Regions from separate parts of the Mus musculus genome. Here region 2 is linked to region 1. Evidence: chromatin contacts called from public HiChIP or PLAC-seq data. All regions are on one chromosome and are shown on one strand. Each heading gives the region's core, a stretch centred on a gene start, on an enhancer-like site or on the middle of the called end of the contact. The rest is flanking DNA. Distances are from core to core; before and after follow the strand shown. Region 1 overlaps Pde4d (phosphodiesterase 4D, cAMP specific). Region 2 overlaps Pde4d (phosphodiesterase 4D, cAMP specific).

Region 1 (6,537 bases), core at 465-2,964:
GGACACATAGGTAATGGAGAACCCCTCTTCACTTAGACCAGGTCACGTATTTGGAAAAGACCAGAGCTTGAAACAAGGAAATGTCTGTGCCTTTGATTTTAAAAAAAGGTGGTGGTGGCGGGGAGATTTTATAACTCATTTGTAAATCAAGTACCACTTCAACTCTGCATCTTTAAAGGGTAGGCCAGATTCTTCAGTTCATCCAGCCGCAGCTTTCTTCTATTCCCTCTACTCCGCAGGCAGATGCCCACAGTGTTAAAGAACTTGCTTTCAGATCTACATGGTAAGAAAAACCTAGAAGCCACACATCTTGGACACAATAATGTTGGAGGCTTGGTGATAGTACGTTCCGGGCATGCAACACACATAATCAGGCGTGGCATGTCAATAACAAGCAAGCCAATCATATTCCTTCATGCACACTTGCCACAGGCGCTGGCTTGCCAACGTTCACCAAATGTCTTAATAAATTAATACCATCATGACGGACGCTAGCTGTTTTCATTAAAAAAAAAATCTAGGGTGAAAGTTTTCTCTCTGGTTTTCAACAAATAAAATCATTAATGTTTTAATCCAAATTTAAAATGTTTTCTCTGTAGACAACATAGAACGTAATTTAACTAAAAACAAAAACAAAATAGTGTGTATTTCTGTATAAGTTTCTAACTTTGTTGGTAGCTGACCTAAATAACAAAGACCCATTCTTAAGATTATGCAAACCATTTCCCTTTTATTTACTGTGGCTGCATCAGCTCCCAGCAGCAGTACAGCCAGGTATTTGGTTAACATTAACTAGCCTTTGCTGTGAAACAAAGTTGACAATATGTAGTAGGCATGTGGTTGAGAGTTGTTATGTGACTTCCAGAGAACTCACTAGAAATGCAATACGCCTTACACCTTAACTTCGAAATTACGGTATCTCATTCTTTGAGACAAACTTTAAAGTGAGTCACCCAGTGGGTCACGGAGTTAGCTTCAGCTTTGCAATGTGGGTTTTGCCCTGTGAATAACAGCCCTGTAGTTTGCTATTGTTTGCTGGGCGAATTAAATCAGCAGCTGTTCTGAGTAGTTAAAAGACTTAGCTTACAGTTTAGCAAGCTTGTTTTCCAAGACAGGAATTGATTAGGCAAATGAATACATCCACCCCCCACACACCCCACCCCCCAATCCCAGAACTGTAACTAACTGACAAGCTTTGTCAAGTTTACCTTTCAACTCTCAGAATGGGCTCTGAGAGTTGGGCAACTTCCTGCGACCTCAGGAGGTCCCCACAAACCCAGGACTATTTCAAATGCTTACAATAGCCCAGGAGCTGAGCCGGACATTAACCCAACCATGTGAATGAAGGAGATTCCCTCAAAGTTTTACTTGTAAGGGACCTACAGCAGATAAAAAGGCCTCCCTTGCTACCAAAAGGAAATTGCCATACCTGTAGGACTTTGAGAAACGCAATCTTGTTCTAGTTCTTGGAGATGGTCCTGGCACTGCGACTCCCAGGGGATCCCAGACAAAAGCCATTTGTAAAGAGAGTGCTAAGAGATCCACAGGAACAGCAGAATGTCAGAGCAGATACTGGACCCTGGGGCGGGAAGGCCCTTCAGGCTGCAAGAGGCACTTGTGGCTGAATGAGGGCATTTCTTCAGTGTGGTGGTATGTGCTGACAGAGAGGTGGCAGGCTGGCTGAGGCAGGGCTGGAAAGGGTGGCCAGCACTTCCTGCTGCGTGACACTTGCCCTTTGCGACAGCGCTTGCTTCACCTAGACAGTCTCTTGTTAGTGTGAGAAACAACTCCCTTGAAACTGCTTTTAAATATAGCCCAGCTTAAACAGCAGGGCCACATGCCACTCCTGAAAAGCATAGCCCCCACCCCACCCCCCACAGACATGCAGATGCACAGACTGGGAGGTGTGGTTCAATGGGTCAACTTACTCTTAGTGTGAATGTTAAACAGTAGTGACCTGTAGTGAAAGGGAAAATTACACATGGACCCAGGACTGGGAAACTTGACAGGAGTATTAAATTTCAACTCTGGCTATCCAAATAATTTTTTCTTATTCTAAATTCTCTTAGATACATGTATGAATGTCGTTATTAGAAAACCTTGTAAAAAAAAAACTTAGTAATTGTTAAAAACAAAACAAAACAAACAAAAAAAACCCCTCTCCTCCCTGCCAGTCAGTGTGAGATGAAAACAGGCAGATCACTTTCAGAACTCCTGGCAACCTTTCCCTCAAAGGGATGTCACTGTGTCACCTTGCAGAGTGAGTTATAAGGAGTGACTTTGACAGCAGAGATCAATGTCTTGTCCCGTTCTTCGCTCTTGAACAGATCCCTTAAAACGTCCTTCTTTCAAGTCACATAAAGGCTGAGAGATCCACAGAGCTCAGTTGTGTGGTCTCAGAGTTCAGCGCGCGCGGCAGGGAGACATATATTTCAAGGTGTCCTCAAGGACTCAAGGCACCCTGGTGTCGTCATCACTTCTCAGGAGTCAGTGGTATTTAATGCTGACAACACAGCCTAATTCCATCACTCCCTGCCCAAGCACTGGCCTGCTTGTGACCTCCATTGTAAACCAAGGCAGGGCTCTACACATCCAGGATAAGATTAGAGAAGCTTGGAGAAACCCTAAAAAAGATGTTAACCCCCTCTGAACTGGACAAAATTGACTAATCGCCCTAAGGGACCATCTCCATGCCTACCAGGGTTAAAGACCCTTAACATTCTTTTTTTTTTTTTTTTCCTGGCTCCGATCCCAGCCTCACTAGGCTTAAGATTTATTTATTTTATGTATGTGAGTACAATGTCACTCTCTTCAGACACACCAGAAAGGGCATCAGATCTCATTCTAGATGGTTGTAAGCCACCACGTGTTTGCTGGGATTTGAACTCAGAACCTCTGGAAGAGCAGTCAGTGTTCAGTGCTCTTAACTGCTGAGCCATCTCTCCAGCCCCTCCCCCCCCATGCTCTCGTGATTTGGGGGGGCATTAAAATGTTAAACAAGCTGAGCATCGGGCACAGTGAGGGGAGGGGTTTCTGAAAAAGCTACATGCTTTGGAGATGTGCAATACAGAAGGTTTTTGCCAGTTGTGTTCTTTCGTTATCTGACTCACATACTCAGTAGGTGAGTGGTGGCTGTCTGGCAGATTAATAACGCTGATGTTCAAAGTTCCAATCTAAAAGAAGACTTCTGGGGGTCAGCTTGTTGTATATGATTGTTTCACAAATGGCCTTTGTGCTTTTGGGTAAGGCTCTATATTACATACGCGGAAGGCAGGTCCTAGGAGTGGAAGAAAACAGCCATCCCTAGGCCCTCGGTCTTTACGTTGTGTGAAACTCCACAGTTGCCTCTTGGTTCCCATTGATCTATTAGTTTCTATCAGGGATAGCTCTTGGGCAATGCTGCCCCACTCCTGACGTAGCACCACAGAGATAGACAACTCCTGTTTAGCAGAATGGCTTTGTATGGTGCTAGAGCAAGGCCATGTAGGAAAACTGGTAGACTTGTCAGGTAGAGAGGGATCTTGAGGGCTCATGGAAAGGGGAGGCTGGGTATGAAGGGAGAAGAACACACAGAAACAGGAAAATCCCAGTAGAGCTGGTCTTTTCATCTCTCACAAGAGAATTGAAACCTATTCCTTACAGAAATCATATGCTTTGCAGGTAAAACAGCACCACTGATGTCTGCCGCATGTAGAAAGCTTCTGAGCCCCCAGATGTTGTGTGTTGTCATGGTTTTATTTTTTTCATTTGTAAATTACATTAATCTCATTGGTGTATGGTGTCTGGGCAGCGGATACATGGTAGAGGACAGCTGGTAGGAAGAAGATGGCTCTCTCTCTCTCTCTCTCTCTCTCTCTCTCTCTCTCTCCCACATGGGTCCTAGGTATTGGACTCAGGTCATCAGGCTTCATGACAAGAACTTTAATCCACAGAGCCATTGGGTCAATTTTTCTCCCCTGTAGTTTACATAGTTTTATTGAAAATAACATAAGCCTTATCATTCAGTCTCAAAAAGTTTTTTGCAAGTAATCATATATCACATCTCATACACAGTATGTAATACATATGCACACATATATAGTTTGTTAGTTATATTTTGTTGACTTTTAGAGACATGCAGCCTTGGGTGGCCTGGAACTTGTTATATAAACCAGGCTATACTTGAATTCATAGAGTGCTGGGATTAAAGGTATGCCCCACCATGCCCACTGCTAAATTTATATTTTAAAATGCAAATTTCAGCTGTAGAGGTGGCTCAGCAGTTAAGAGCACTGACTGCTCTTCCGAAGGTCCTGAGTTCAAATCCCAGCAACCACATGGTGGCTCACAACATCCGTCATGAGATCTGATGCCCTCTTCTGGTGTGTCTGAAAACAGCTACAGTATACTTATATATAATAAATAAATAAGTCTTTTAAAAAATAAAATAAAATGCAAATTTCAGTACTGTTTTTTAGAAATGGCCATTACTCCACAGATATGAGAATTAGGCAACTGGAAAAATCAAAGCCCAACAAACAGGGTGTTTTCTAGAATGTACCTTTGCTGTATTTATATTTGTGCCAGCAACTTATAACTTTCACTTTGTATGGGTAGAAAGAGAGTCAAACATTGAAAATACTTGAGTTAATTTTTACAAAGCCAAACTGTTTCTTCTTAAATTTCTGTTGTTATATACAGTACTCATGGATGCAATTCTCAAACAAAAACTAAGCAAATCAGAACCCTAAAAAGTAAATTTATCCCAGTAAATGGAAGAGCCAATTGTTATCCACACGGCTCCCAATCCTCCTCAACAGCCACCTCCTGCAGCAACTTAAACCTTATACTCTGCAGCGCTCTAAATAAAGCTTTCTTCTTCTCCTAATTCTTCTTCTTCTTCTGTCTTTGGAACAGTTCTACAAGTTTTGTTCCAAGATTCCAGATGCTGCAAATGACAGATTTGGGTTTTGGTGTCTGACCTAGAAACTCAGAATTTCCTTTATAGGGAGACAGCCACTCTAAGTTAAACTGAGACTCCTGGGTATAAATATGGCGGAATTTAAATGTAAGCACACATGCATTCATTTACTTCCATACCAGGTCGTGAGTGAACAGGACTCGGGGAGGTGTAGAGGGTGGGAAGTAGACCAGAGAAAGAGAGTTACAATAGCGGGGCTGCGGTATGGTGAAATCCGCTGCCTCAGGAAACCAGAACAGTCAATTAAAGGGGCTTCAGGATAATGCTGTATTTTGAAACAGTTGTTGGTCAAAGACTCAAAGCTAGAAGTTTTTTTTGTTGTTGTTGTTTTGGTTTTTCAAGACAGGGTTTCTCCGTATAGCCCTGCCTGTCCTGGAACTCACTTTGTAGACCAGGCTGGCCTCGAACTCAGAAATCCGCCTGTCTCTGCCTCCCGAGTGCTGGGATTAAAGGCATGTGCCACCACGCCCAGCACAAAGCTAGAAGTTATAGAAGCAAACATTAGCTGTGCAACTGTCAGCTACCTCTGATGAGGGCAGCATTATATTATTGGAGTTTCAAGATCCTAACACTGACAATAGATATGCTAATGTGGAAGGGGGAGGGAAATCTCCTGGGGTCTCACTCCCTAGTCAAAGAACTACAGGCATATAAGGACTGCTTCCAGAGTGGGAACAAGCCAGCCTGGGATGGGGCTCTTAATCAGTTATTTTCACATACCCACAGCTAGAAATAATAGTAATAATGAAAAAGAAAGATTCAGTGTTATACATAACAACAGGAATCAAAAAAAAAAAAAAAGAAAAAAAAGGAGAGGCCATTGGCTTGCGAAGGATGAGAGGTGAGGGAGTGGTTAGAGGGAGGGGTCCTGGGAGGAGTCGAAGGAAGAAAAGGGGAGACAGTGATTGGATTGGATTTTAATTAAAAAAATAAAATTATTAAAAGATTACATTTTCAGAGTGGTCAGTCACAGAAACATACAAGAAAAAGAAGTTTAACCACTCTCAGGGACTTTTTAAAAACAAATGTTCATGCAAGACAAGTTCCTGTGGCTTACAAGCAGCTTTGTTACAGGAATTGTTTATGATCAGCAGTGATCATTTATTTCTGTGAATGGAAGTGCTGCAGTTCAAAGAAAATCCTAGCATTATTCTGCAGCAAGCACTTCACTTTCATCTGTGGAAATAAACTATGATCATTCTAAACCTTACGTGAGTTCCATTTGATTACAGGTCAGTAATTGCATGTTCTGAAATGGTGACCAATTACTTTATGTGCTGGAATGCAGTTGAGAGCATCAGAGGAGTGTGGTTTGTATTTTGATCATCCGTAAATGTATCCTACTCTCTTATATGTGCCGGGATTTAAAGAAATAAATTGCCATGGAAATGTTGAAGTCAACAGGGCACTGCATAAAATAATAAGCAATAGTCATACTTAAATATAAGAATAATGGACCGTTTCCACTGTGGATTGTGGAGCAAAACCTTTACTCAAGTTTTCTATCTATCCTGAAGTATATATAGAAATGATTTGGCAATTTGAATGATAATCAGGTTAAGCCTTTGCTGATAAGG
Region 2 (7,079 bases), core at 1,200-3,699, 190 kb before region 1:
ATGCCACTGCTTTCTTCTAGAGGAGACTGTTTCATTGAGGGATAGCTGAGTGTCATAGACAGGAGCAGGAGGGCAGAATGCTAGGGTGACAGGCACAGATATCAGGATCAACCCAGGAAGGCAGGTCAGAAAGCTTGCAATGCAGCTTTGGTCAAGATTAAAGGGAGAAATGGTCTGAAGGGAATGGACATAGTAGTTAACACTTACGTTGTGCCTTCTATCCTTGTAGAAGGTAAGGAGTATTGTATAGAAGTTCTGGCTCTGCCCCCCTCACTTCATTGCCACAATATACAAGCACATCCTTTTATATGCTTATGACCCAGGTCTCTGATCTTCTGAGGCTCAGTCTAAGAGCAATGGTTCTCAACCTTCTTCATGCTGCGATCCTTTAATTTAGTTTCTCATGTTGTGGTGACCCCTCCCCCCCCCAAATTATGTTAGTTGCCACCTCATAACTATAGTCTTGTTATTGTTATGAATTGTAATGTAAATATGTTTTTTTCCAACGGTCTTAGGCAGCCCTATAAAAGGGTCCTTTGTCTCCTCAAAGGGGTCGTGACCCACAGTTGAGAACCACATGTCTATGCCTCTGTCACATACTAAAAGCTTTGGGATTATCTTTTTTTCATATTTTTAGGGGAAGAGGGAAGGAAAGAAAAAGGAGGAAGAGCAGAAGGAAAAGAAGGAAAGAGTCAGGGCAAAAGGAAAGGAGAGAAGAAAAACAATCCCACTATTAAGTGTACGTACTAGTAGGATTTTTTAAAAAGACAAAACAAAGCGAAAAACCAAAATAAAACAAAAACTAAACCAAATGACCCAAGTTCTAGATATATGATATCCTTTGATAACACACAGCCCAAATCCCTCTATGGGTACTTAGCTCTCTCTCTTTCTGCTCTCACAGGAAAGACAGGCTAGATGTACATGTTCCACACGCTGCTCTCTCTATTATGCATGTATAATGTATATTTTGGAGAGAGATGCTGTTTATCGCGTCTTCCTTTTCAAAAGGAACTCAGTCTTTGGATGAGGAGCGAGCTCCCTTCCCGCATGCGTGTGCCTGTTTCTCTGCTGCCAGTGCATCTGACAGGGAACTTTCACATGATGCAATTTATTAAACCCATGCTTTCTGCCAGATTCTGCTTTAGTGCAAATGCCCTTTTGTTTCCGAGGCTCACATTTCCCAGGCTCAGAAGGGATTCTTTCTGGTGTGACTGGGAGATACGGATCTGAAAAGCAGGTCAGCAAAAGATCCCATGGACTTGGGAAGCTGCCAATCAATGCTGTAAAATAAAGCATGTGGCCCGGGGCTGCTGATATCATCAAACCCATGCTATCTCCTTCTCTTAGTGCTAGGGGAGGTGAGGGTGGAGCCTGCCTACAATCGGTAGAGGCAAAGAAAAAGGATTAGGTTAAATGGGAAATTTCTAAGAGTCACATTTCGCCATTTAAAAAAAAAAAAAATGTTTTCAAAGTCTGCCTAACTCCAAGACCTTTTCCAGACTAGGTGGCCTTTGAATTCAGCGTGAGGTGATGTTCTTAGGACTGCCTCTGGAAGCTGACATCACACAGCCTAGCGCGGACCCTTTCCAAACCTTCAACTTTTGTCAGTTTTTTTCAGTCAGACACTCAAAAGCTCTGAATAGTGTGTGTGTGTGTGTGTGTGTCTGTGTGTGTGTGTGTCTGTGTGTGTGTGTGTGTGTCTGTGTGTGTGTGTGTGTCTGTGTGTGTGTGTGTGTGTGTGTGTGTCTGTGTGTGTGTGTCTGTGTGTGTCTGTGTGTGTGTGTGTGTGTGTGTGTGTGTGTGGTGGAAAGTGTGGGGAGGAGAGGTTTACTTTGCAGTAGCTCTTTTGAAGTGTTTAATTCCTCTCTTGTAATCTGTGTGTGGACACACAGTGTAAGCTATCAGTTTGGGTTCAGCAATTCTGTTCTCATTGGCTGATGTTTTCCCCTGTGGCTCGGGGCTTCTGTCCAGCAGCTGGGTGGCAAAGTTTGTTTTATCTGGATTCAGAAATGTTAACAAATTAAAATCATATTCTCTCTCTGTTTTCTCTGTCTCTCTCCCTCCCTCTCTCCCTCTTTCTCTCTCCCTCTTCCTCCCTTAGTCCCTCCTTATCTCTCCTTAATGCTCTCATTTAGGTTGAAGGAGCCCCTGCAGCTGTGTGTGTGTGTGTGTGTGTGTGTGTGTGTGTGTGTGTGTGTGTGTGTGTGCATGCTCAGGGGAGCACTGTGTGTCTGCTTTTCTTCTTCTTTTTGAAAATACAGGAAATGCACAAAAGAAAGACAGTTCGGTTGGAGCCACTGCTTCCCCTCAGCGCCTTTCCCTCCCCGCCCCCACTCCCCAGCACCGGCTTTTAATTTTCAAAAGCACTGCAATTGCTTGGTGTGGTTTCAAGAGCTGGGGTGCCATTCTCCCTGATGATGACTCTGCTGACGTCAATGGCATTCTTATCGTGCCGAGTGCGACATCAGAAACCAGCCCTCAGAGGCTCCTCTTATTCACAGCGTCTGGGCTCTCAGCAAAACGCGGACCGGATTTCAGCAAGGCAAGGCTCCTTCGTTCCAGCAAGCCAGAGTTGTGCTCTGCAAAGCAGCCGCCTTAGTCTGTGGCTTGTCAGTTAGGATCCTGTCCTCTAGTGTCCTCTCCTTCAAGGACCCAAAGGGGACAAGATTGCTGAGTAGAATGTAGACCTCCCTCAGCTTGCAGATCCGTGTTCCGTGCTTCTGATCCCAGGATGGAAGCCAGCCAACCCTGCTCCTGGTCTGTCTTTAGGGTTCACTAAAGCTTTTGATAGAAGATTATTTTCTTATACTGTGTTGCAGGCTCAGTCCTTGAAGTGATCTTGGTTTTTACTCTCTGAATCAGAACCATATTGACTTCATACTGCAGTGAACACCTTTTCCTTCCTTTTCATAAACATTTTGTTTAAGAAATAAGATTGTGGGGATGAAGAAAATAACCATAGCTCAGTATAAAACGGTATCACTGTGAACTGAACATTTTACTGTCAGTGTAACTGTTGGAGAAATCTCACTGACGTGCTCAACTTTCAAGGGACGCACTAGGTTCTAAGTTCAAGTTCGTTATTCATTTCCTCCCCGGGAGCTGCGGACTGCTATTATGCTGCTAAAGAAACAGCCTCTGTTTGCAGTCAAGTTTATTAGGGTTCAACTCTACCTTCAGATTTCAGATTTGGCTATAGCTCAACTGGAAGGCTGTAAAGACCCAAGGACACTTAGCATGGCAGGATGGTGAACACCTAATCTAAGCAGGCATTGCCTGTCTGACATCAATACAGATGAATCAAATGTTGGTACAATCACTTCTCTAAGATTGCCAAACTGCCTATAACCAACTTAGTAGGAGCAACTGTTCAGAAGAAACTCTGTTTAACACCTCAAGGTAGAGCTATTAGTTCTGTGTAGAAATATTTAGAATCCTGACACTGAAGGATGCCAGCCTGTACTTCACTCAACCCTTCTGCATTCATATGAGGTACTGAAGCCCAAAGACGGTTGTATGGTGTATTCAAGATCACACAGTCATTACCCCCACAAGACTGATAAAAAACTAATGCTCACACTGTCATGGTATTCCAGTGCTGATCTTTTAAAATAAAATAAATGTTATTTTTAAGCTTGTTTTCTTTCTTTCCTTCTGTATTTCGTGTGTGTGTGTGTTGTGTGTGTGTGATGAAGGTGGGGGAGACAGTTGGTAAACTGACTGTGGGCTAGAGGATCTGAGTTAAATCTGCAAAAGCCATGTTAAAATTCAAGGTGTGGTAGCATCTGTTTGTGCTTGCAATCCTAGCTTAGGGGAGATAAAGACAGGAAGGTACTTGGGGCTCCACGGCTAGCCAGTCTCCCTTTGTTGATGAACTCCAGACCAAAAGGAGACACTGCCCCCAAAGGAATTGGATGGTTTTTCTGAGAAGGACACCTGAGATTGTTGTCTGGTGTCCACATACATCCACAGGCACACACATGCACACAGACACACACATGCATGCAGACCACGTATCTTAAAAGGATAAGAGGCAGGGCTGGATGTGTTGCTGATAATAGCACTCAGGAAGTTAGGTAGGAAGATGCTAGTCTAGCCTACACAGTGTGACTGTCTCAAAAACAAACAAACAAACAAAACAAAACAGAAGTAATAATCGATTTGATGAGTTCTGGAAAGAAATGGTAAGTTTTCCTGGATTCTAAAATACATGAAAAAGAAAGAGAGAGAGAAAAAAAAGAAAAGAAAAGAAAAGAAAAGAAAAGAAAAGAAAAGAAAAGAAAAGAAAAGAAAAGAAAAGAAAAGAAAAGAAAAGAAAAGAAAAGAAAATCCATGGGCAGCTCAGACCCAGTGTCTGCTCGTGTACTAGCCAGCCCCTACTGCTACGGACTAAATACTATGATTGACTTGTTCCCTAATTCATGTCATTGCTTGACTGGTGACCTGTATTTGTACTGCTTTGCCCAAAACTTTTGCCTCTTCCTTGGAGGGCTGTGGCTACCTCCATGAATCTCCCCCTGATGCTTTTTGCTCTTGGCACATGTATCTTATTCTGGTTCAGAATGGAGAGATGTGGCAGGGCTGAAAAATGCTGGCTTTAGGGGCAGGCGGACCTTAGATGGAGACTTGCTTGAACTCACTTGCTACTGTGTCATTTCAGAATCTTTCTTAATTCTGTGAGCCACCGTTTTCTGATCTCTTAAGTAGAAATGAAGGCTTCTGCGTTGTGGGTTATTTAAAGAGTTAGAGAGGATGTTTACTGAGGTCTGTCACAAGGTGTGGCACACAAGAGAAACCCAATACAGAATAATGGCTTGGATGAAGGCTTTGTTGTTTGTTTGGAAAAGGAGAAGGAAAGGAATAGGTGATATTTTCTCCCTGGCACTAAGAGTCAGCTCTTCCGTGCCACTGAAATTAGAGAACACTGTTCCTTTAAGACTTTTTATTTTCTGCTGAGAAACTAATTATCTAAAGCAAATATGAGAGCATCAGCCTTGCATTATGAGTTTCATAAAACATAATGGAATGCATTCTGCACTGAGTGTCTGATTACTCTTAGATGTCAAGTTGATGTAAAACCTAATTGTGCTCTTAAAAAATCCTTCAAGGATTATTTAGAAACTGGTCTGTGCGAGCTCTCTCTGAGTCAAACTGTCAGTGTTCACCTGACCGTTAATGAATTGTGTGCACTAAGCTAGCTTCATTCCTTCACCCGAAAGATAGATCCAGATTAAAGACCTTGGACTCTGGAAATCCTAATTGTTTGTGAGATGTTGAGCCATCCCATAAACCGGTGGTCCTCAACTTTTCCTTCCTATTGCTAATTTCTTTTATTATAGTTCCTCATGTTGTGATGGCCCCAACCATAAAAATTACTCCTATTGCTACTTCATAACTGTAATTTTGCTACTGTTATGAATTGTACTGTAAATACAATTCTTTCTTGTTACCTTAGGTGACCCCTGGGAAAGGGTCATTTGACCCCAAAAGGGGTCATGACACACAGGCTGAGAATCACTGCCATGAAATATATTTCACTGTAGACTAGGCAGCCGGAAAATTAACTCATTTTTATTAATAATGAGATTTGCATCCATCCAAAAGTGCCTTTCCCCCTTTGCAGTTAATAGTTTAATATAAAATTGTCATAAGACTTAACTCAGAAACACGTGGTGGTCACCTAGGCTTAAGTTGGCTCGTCCAGATTTCACAAGCAAAACCAAAATCCATCTGCATAAGTTCTAGACTGGATGTGAATCAGGGAAGCCAGACGTTGTAAGAGGAGAAGGATGTATGACTCACAGGAGGGTATTCATCTTTGTGATTTAGCCCTGGACTGGTGTATCAGAGGAAAGGAACTCATTGTCAACAGATCATTAGCCCTTACCTATCCAATACAGATTTGCCCCCTACACCTTAGTAAACTTTAAATAGTTAATATCTCTTCTTCTTCTTCTTCTTCTTCTTCTTCTTCTTCTTCTTCTTCTTCTTCTTCTTCTTCTTCTTCTTCTTCTTCTTCTTCACTCAAGCCATCGCAAAGCATGTAATAGTCACAAAAGCCAACCCCCAACCACTAAGGGAGGTTTAATACACACCTAATCATTCAACTCCCTTCATTAGGGATGCTCTTTCAACCTATGCCCCCAGCTTGATGGTCTGTGTCAATGTGAGGAGTAGACTGCATTTTCTAATGCTTCTGGCCCAGGGGACATCCCTTCAGCTTCTATCGTCCCAGAGCTGGTGCCTTTTTCAAACATAGGAAAGGTGCCTTAAGACATACACAATGCCAGGGAAGTCCCATAACATTTCAGCCTGAGTCCTGTTTGTGATTTAGTTGCATGTTCTCTTAGCAACTGCACTTTGCCTTCAGGATCTTGGAGACATTTCATTCCTGTACTTTGCTTGGGTCTTCTTTGCTCTTCTACCATGCAAGGAAAGAACTGTATTCTTGACTTCTGTGTTTCTACCTCCTACTTAAGTTCTGTTTCACAAAGCAGTCAGTTAATAAAATGTTGGCATGTACAGAGATGGGCCATGTCATGCTCTGTGCTGTGGTTTCCCCTGGAAATGGGTCTTGAGAGATTAGGAAAGAACTCTGTCCTGACAACTGGTATTTTCATGGTCACTGCCAAGCACCATACTTTGGTATGGTATTCTGAAGTAATGTTTCACTGGCCCTCAGCAAAAATTAAGAGAATAATAGTAGCAAAGCTAACGGGTGTATATATGCATTCACACACAGACACACACACATGCACGCGCACACACACACACGCATGCACACACACACACACACACACACGTGTAAGGGCGAACGCAAAAGGTGTCTATAGAGCTACTGAAAAGATGGCCATTCATTTGTCCTTTATTCAAATGTATAGAGAAATATAGGACATGGTCACTGCAATATGAAATCATGGTTCTAGTACCAGGCAGCTGCTCTGTTGGAAATAGCTTTATCTGGCGAAACTAAAAAGTTAGTGATTTTGTGTGGGGAGCTATTGCCTTTTGAGATTACAAAGTTGGGAACCTTAAATCCAGTGGCAGTTCCCATCAAAACACAGACTTGAGTGCTC

Evidence for each region. HiChIP or PLAC-seq counts read pairs in DNA pulled down with a chosen protein or histone mark.
Region 2: an HNF4G HiChIP or PLAC-seq map of pancreatic cancer cells shows a contact between it and region 1. The contact joins two enhancer-like sites. A contact is called at or near these places in 2 of 484 Hi-C or Micro-C datasets (embryonic stem cells and erythroblasts), 1 of 115 datasets of contacts at active chromatin or transcription factors (pancreatic cancer cells) and 1 of 9 other capture datasets (adipose tissue).

The regions. Positions count from the first base shown.
Region 1 is chr13:109,627,803-109,634,339 of GRCm38.p6, reverse strand. All of the region lies in intron 3 of Pde4d (phosphodiesterase 4D, cAMP specific), which reads right to left. Among named protein-coding and RNA genes, the nearest start is that of Gm32703, 190 kb to the right of the region's middle. Within about 2 kb of position 1,714, at least 128 of the 459 cell types and tissues checked have an H3K27ac peak or open chromatin away from gene starts, as enhancers often do. A contact at or near this core is called in adipose tissue, erythroblasts and pancreatic cancer cells, where this site is marked.
Region 2 is chr13:109,817,956-109,825,034 of GRCm38.p6, reverse strand. The region is part of intron 7 of Pde4d (phosphodiesterase 4D, cAMP specific); the gene reads right to left. Among named protein-coding and RNA genes, the nearest start is that of Mir1904, 82 kb to the left of the region's middle. Within about 2 kb of position 2,449, at least 402 of the 459 cell types and tissues checked have an H3K27ac peak or open chromatin away from gene starts, as enhancers often do. A contact at or near this core is called in adipose tissue, erythroblasts and pancreatic cancer cells, where this site is marked.